Regions from separate parts of the Zea mays genome. Here region 2 is linked to region 1. A link is a contact called in public Hi-C data. All regions are on one chromosome and are shown on one strand. The core of a region is the stretch at or near the end of the contact, and the rest is flanking DNA. Distances in the headings are between cores, read along the strand shown. Region 1 holds the start of LOC100280596 (mitochondrial NADH ubiquinone oxidoreductase 13kD-like subunit). Region 2 holds the start of LOC100502477 (Putative MYB DNA-binding domain superfamily protein).

Region 1 (3,446 bases), core at 857-3,356:
CACACGCACTATCATGGCTAGATTATAGTTACTGCGGCTCCAAATTAAACACATGTATCATGCATGCTTAACTGCGTGAATACTCGTTGTAAAATATGACGAGCAGCGCAAAAAGGTTTTTGGCTAGCGTTGCATGCTCCATCGTCAGGCTGTGCAGCACAAACCATGCATTTACTGATTAGATTATGGTTAGTACAGTACGTCCACATTGTTGACGGTATCTTGGTTGGAGAAACATTCGTTGTCATTATCTGTGATTTGCGAACAGGGTAGCCGCGGCCGGTATGGTAGTGTTTAGATGAAGTGACGAGGAAGGATGAAGAGAGATGAGATAAGATCATTCTAACTTGACCCGCGTTTTGTTTGAAGATCCAGAGTCAGCGTCAAGAGATATTCTTCAAAAATGATGGATGCGATCATTTCTCAAAAAATAAAAAAAATAAGGAATGAGATCAGTCCAGAGTTGATCTCATTCCATCCCATTCCCGTTGACACCAAACCAAACACTAACACACAGCATAGAGCAGTGCGTCTGATGTCGATCGAGCTCTTAATCAGCTCAAGCAAGGGCGGCTAGCTAGCGAGACATCCCGTCCCATCCCGTCAGTGCTCAACCATGAGGCGAGTGAAGCACGCACCCCGAGCGAAAACCTCTCAAAGTTGTGAGTGAGTGATTAAACAAGGCCAATAATACATGCATACAATTAATCAAGCATCATGCATGCACCTACAGGGAAATTAAGGAAGAAATAATATATAGGAAAAAGATCGTTTGGTTGTTGCTCCACAGTACTGCCGCTGAAGAAGATACCGGTATCGATACCAGTGATGTTACATGACAGCCACTGCACATCACTCCCTCAGACAACACTCCACGGCTGTGTGGGCCACGCCCTTGCAAGAAGGACTCCCCAGCTACCGACTTTGTCACCGGAAAGATGCCCAGAAGATCCGCCTCAATAATGCATGCAGGTGAGAGACACAAGCAAGCACGCATGGCGGGAGCTAGAGAAAATACCAAAATAATAAAAAAAAAACACCGGTTTCTCTTGTATAAACATGAGTTTTCACTTTTATCGTACCCCTCGCATTTAAATGGTAAAAAAACTAAAGTTATATACAAATGGAGATTCAAACTATAGTCGTTGGCTCTGAACCCCACGTTGACACCTTGCCTAGACAACAAAACACACAGTCAATCATAGATAGAAACCGCGGCCATGCATTAATATGAACACTTTTTGTGAATGCTTTAGTCGTGTCGTGTCGGTCCTTAAACACCAGCAAACCTATCAGGATGTGTTAAACAACTGTGATGCATGCGCGGCTACTGAATCGCCGACGATCCACCCACCGATAATTAGGCTGCACCAACCGGGGTCTAAATTAATCTGCGCGCGCATTAGGGGCAGGGTCCGGCGGCGCAACAGAACAAGATCTGCCAGGAGCTAGCTAGAAGGCCACAACCATGGCTAGCTACTTGCTGCTTGATGATGGAGCCACGGCACGGCCAAACAGAAGCCATTAATCAATAAATCAATTCATTCCATTTCCTGTGAATGTACGTCTCGTTTTCTTGTGACAAAAGAATAGCTCTACTACCATTTAATTCGGTGTCCCACGCGACCCCGTGATATTTATTTCCTATAAGTCGGGAAATTGGATGTCTCTATAAAACTCTTTAATACAAACTTTTTAATAAAAATGTGTGCGTGTGGTGTCCTCCTTAAAACAAACTGTCCACGAAATGTAACATAAATAAATAAATAGAAAGAGAGATGTTGTATTTGAGGAAAGAAACAAACCGGGGGGTGCCCATCACCACAGCTGGCCCAGCCCATGCCACCACACGTCCACACCTGGTCATGGACCAGTGTACTGGGACACTTGACCTACTGTTGCCGTATACTGTACTGTATACTGTATACGTATTGTATGTACTGCTACGCTTCACTTGGACTTGGATGCGCTCTTCTCCTTCCTTCCGGGGACGCCATCACATGGACTTGTATTTGGGTCATGAGTCATGACAGATTAGTAGCTCAGCATGACAGCCCATACCACAAGTTGGGCCACAACGGGCCGGGCTTTAATCCCGTAGGTGCATCTAAAAGTCCTCGTCTTTCTCTTTGTTCTTTCCCGAATTCCCCAGGGTACGGTCCACTTCGCTCGCAACCTTCCCCAGCCATGGCGACCGCGACGCGGAGGCTGCTCCCCGCGCTCCTCAGGACCCTAGCTCCAGCCGGCGCGCGCGGCCTCTCCACCGAGAAGGCTGTTGGCGCAGCCGCCGTCGTCGGCAGCCACACCGCTAAGTGGATGCAGGTATATGTATACATATACCCCTCCCCTCACCGTAGCCTCGACCTCTAGATCCCGATCCGCCTCGGCCTCGCGAACCCAGAGAATGTCCCTGCCCGAATCGGCGGGGAAGACCGCGCCTTTAAGGTTCCGCGTGTGGTTATGCTCGGTGTGAGCCGCGCTTGTTAACTTCACTGCCCCTTTCTAGTTTAGGTCGTCCTTGATGTTGTCGAGACATCTTGAATTGGCGTGATGAGTCCTGATCATCGGGCTTCTAGGTGCTTGTTCCATGTCGACGTTTCTGTCTCTTCTTTGTTAGATGTGCAGGTCTTGTCTTTTAGATTTACCAGGCACCATTATATTGCTAGAGTATGCGAACCCCTGATAGATCATAGTTATCACAATTTCTTGATCATCATTGGTAAACTAAGTATGCTTTGATGCTCATGCAATGGTTTACTGCAGTAGTTGGCTAGCAGCATTGCGAACGGGCTACAGGATCATGTTTAGGGATGAAAACGGTTTCGAAATTTTTCGGAATTCCGGAAACCGATTTCGAAATTTTTCGATCGGATTCATCGGTAACGGTATTTTTCGAAAACGGAATCGGTTTTCGGAATTTTCTATCGGAATCGGTATCGGAATCGGCGTAGTGTTTTACCGACCGTTTCCATCGGTTACCGGTTTTTGTCGGAAATTACCGGATTTATGTCTCGGAAATTTCCGGAATTGTGTCTCGGAATTTTTTTCGGAATTTTCCAGCATGTGATTTTTTCGCATCGCCTGTACATCTCTGGATAAGGATTACTTATTTTTGTATTTTTTGGACGCTTTAAGATTTTTTGGGGTTAGATGGTGTTGGAAGGTAGTTGAGATTAACGATTTGGTCTCTCGAACGAATCCACCATTTTCTATGCACATGTTATGTATTAGTAATATATAATGATAGAGAGCCGACAGTCTGTCTTTTCCACACATTAGATTTTAGGGTTTTCCTGTGAGGCTGTGAAAAACCCTTTATGTAAGGAAAAAATATTTCATGAGTAAGCATGCCACGTCAACTAAATCGAGTGGATATTGTGAATTATGAACTTTGAGTATGTTAACTTGTGATCTTTATGAACTTGTTATACTGTGAACTTGTTATA
Region 2 (3,288 bases), core at 209-2,708, 200 kb before region 1:
ACTTCGGCGCCATAGGCTATGGCGCCGAGCAAAGGGTCCAAAAATGACATTAAAATTTTTTAAGATCTAAACGTGAATTTTTTTCCGAAAAATGGCTAAAATACAAAAAATTCGGCCCAGCCGGCCAGCCCAACAGGGTGTTGCTGCTAAGGTAACCAAAAGTGGTCGCGCCCTCGTGACAAGATTGATTCAAACTATGCGTGGTTCTCATCTAATTATATGAGATCTGTCGGCTATCGCTAAAGAACGGGTTTAGACCATCCTCTTATATATATGAAGTGCTACGACCGGTTGAGAACTCTCGAACATATTCTAATCGAATCAATTTACTTTTTTTACCATTCCTGCACTAGGACTAAATTTAGCGTAGTCCTAGTTATAGCTTTCCGCATATCCACCTCCAACCCTATTCGACCCCAGGATCTGGCCTCCCCGAGGAGCAATATTAGAGATGGCAATGGGTCTCGATCCTTGATTTCCCGTGGAAAAATTCTTCCATTAGGGGATGGATATGGAGAATATTCTTCCCCCACGGGCCACGGGGATGTGAACGGGGAAATTTTGTCTCACAACGGGTAAACGGGAATTCCCATCCCTGTTTCCCATGCGGACCCGTTAAACTTATACGTGATGATGTTGTCATGTAATAGTTAATAATAAAAATAAATAATTATCTTATCAAGAGATCACTCATTATACAAATGTGTTCATTTTGATGTACATATAATCATTTTTTACATCTGACAATGTGTATAAGTGACAATGGTTTGCATTAATAGTAAAGGAAGTATGTTCTATTTATAATTTAAGCGGGGATGAGGATCCCAATGGGGATTTATCCCCCCGCAGAACAGGGATGGGAAACAAATGTCCCCATAAGTGTTCGTGGGGATCCTCGCGGGAAAATGTTTTCATCGCGGGGACGAGGGAGGATGTGGAGCTAAAACCCGATGGGGAATTTCCCATTGCTATCCCTAGACAAGATCCACCCATTTCTTACATTATCCTTGTCATTTGTTATGATTTTAAACATAATTAATTCACATTATAATGGTATTTAAAATTATATATATATAAATAATCTTAAAGATCTTCTATATTTTTAGCTCTTAAAATGAAATAGTGTATGGGTTGACACACATGCACTATTAGGTGTTAGTGCCGTATATATAGTGATGATACGACACGATTAGGCGCTTAGTGCCTGGACCGCTATTTAGGCACTAGTGTCAGCACGACACAACATGATTACGAATAGTGCGTTAATAGTGTCGTGCCTAATAATACTAGTGCCAGTATGTGCGGGACGATCCGTTTGGCATCTATATGACACTCTATCTAAACTTTACATTTTACCCTTATTTTTTTCTCTCTCTCCCCCACCCCACACACACACCCTAACTAGAAAAGGGCAGTATCCCCCGTCCATCCCTCTACCCGATCGAGCCCGAGCTCAAGCCTCCACAAGTTTCATTTCACAAACAAAAGAACGGGCGAGAGAGAAAGGAGAAAGACAGCGCTCTCTCACTCCCTTGTCTGCAACAAGAGTGTGGTTTCAAGGGATTGCAAGAGAGGGTGTGCGATCGATCTATGGAGCTTTTCCCCTCCCAGCCGGACCTCTCACTGCAGATCGGCCTCCCCGCTCGCGCTACGTCCCACCACCACGGCGCTGCCCTGAGCGCCAGGCTCCTCGCGGCAGCCGCAGGTGGCAGTGTCGGTGGCGGCAACGGGGTCCCTGGCAACCCGGCGGCGGCTATGGCGCCGTCCCTGCAGGTGCCCATTCCCATACCGCTGCAGCTGCCGCTGCCGATGCCCCCCAACGCCGCCGCCATGCTACGACCCATACGCGGGGTACCGCTGTACCAGCACCCGCACACGCACGCGGTGCCGCCGACGTTCCCGCCGCACGCGGCGGGCGCGGGCCCGTGCTTCTGCGAGCCTTGCCACGTCGCCGCGGGCGCCTGGCGCCGCGCCGGGTGCGGCTTCGGGGCTCGCGTCGCCGGGTTGTTCCCCCCGGCGAAGCGCGCCGCCAGGGCGCCGCGCATGCGCTGGACGTCCACGCTCCACGCGCGCTTCGTCCACGCCGTCGAGCTGCTCGGCGGCCACGAAAGTAGGTCCATCTATCGTCACCCCCACGCAGATGCGCATGCACCTTCCCTTGCTAGCTTCTCTCTGGCTGCCTTTCTAGTGTTGTGTCCTCCATGTCTTCTTCTTGATGCGTTCACGGTTCATCCATAAGTATGATGCCCCTGTGCTCAACACTGATTTTGCTTGTTCTCTCGTGCACGATGATATATGAACTACCAGGGGCAACTCCCAAGTCAGTTCTTGAGCTCATGGACGTGAAGGATCTCACCCTGGCTCATGTCAAGTCTCACTTGCAGGTATACTCTCGCTCGGATCCTTCCTCACACACTTCAATTAATTTACACCTCGCGTATTTTATACTTTGACCATTCCGTGACAGCAATATATGTACCGTAGTAGTCGTAGAACCGCAGGTGCAGAAACGTACGCATGCAAAAATGGGGATCCGTTCTCCTCCTGGCTCTAGCTTGTAGTTTTGCTGCTGGCTGCCTGCCTGTTGCTAGTTGCTACTAGTAAGCCTACAGCACAGCGCGCACTGCTCGATGCTGTATTTGTGTGCGTACACATGCAATAGATGATAGTAGGCATCAAAGTGGAAGAAAGTGAGCAAAGGGAGAGAGAGAGAGAGAGAGAGAGAGAGAGAGGGATGGGCAGGCAGGGCAGATGGGGCTAAAGTCTGAACAGTGCACAATGTAACTCCCTGTAGCGTCTTCCTCTCCAACGGTCCTGCTGCATCATAGTATCTCATATCTCATTAGCCAGCTAGGTAGGTCCATGTATCTCAACTTTGGCGTGGTGTAAAGAGCAAAACACGCAGGTTTCATTCACATATATCTAGGCCGGCAACCAAGCTATCTATGTACTACACTCTTTCTAGCTAGTGTACTACTGTCATGCACAAGCATGAGTGATGAGTCATGCAGCCGCTAGCTGTTAGCATGCACAGTGCTTGACTGAGAAGGGAAACAGTGAAAAGCTGCAGCCAGCCGATGGCTTACCGCTTACGAGACCAGTAGTTTTACTACTCTGCTATGATGTGAATCGGGTTCCTGGTAGCTTTCTCCTCCGTTTGCTTGTTGATTTCTGCCTTAAGGTGTCAAATCAAATCTTGCAGCAGCCAGCAGCAGGCCGGCCATGCACGATGTTGCCTCCTGAAAAATGCAAACCTTATGATCTGCCAAAGATTCCTCATTTGTACCG

The links. A called contact is a pair of places that touch in the nucleus more often than the background predicts.
Region 2: a Hi-C map of endosperm shows a contact between it and region 1, with 1.8 times the contacts expected there. The contact joins the promoter of LOC100502477 here to the promoter of LOC100280596 in region 1. A contact is called at or near these places in 4 of 25 Hi-C or Micro-C datasets (ear, endosperm, leaf and 1 more).

The regions. Positions count from the first base shown.
Region 1 is chr4:33,077,579-33,081,024 of Zm-B73-REFERENCE-NAM-5.0, reverse strand. It overlaps LOC100280596 (mitochondrial NADH ubiquinone oxidoreductase 13kD-like subunit), which reads left to right and starts at 2,106. Exons shown (of 3, transcript NM_001153515.1): 1 at 2,106-2,322. The coding sequence starts at 2,188.
Region 2 is chr4:33,273,001-33,276,288 of Zm-B73-REFERENCE-NAM-5.0, reverse strand. LOC100502477 (Putative MYB DNA-binding domain superfamily protein) reads left to right here and starts at 1,458. Exons shown (of 6, transcript NM_001196955.1): 1 at 1,458-2,110; 2 at 2,308-2,384. The coding sequence starts at 1,591.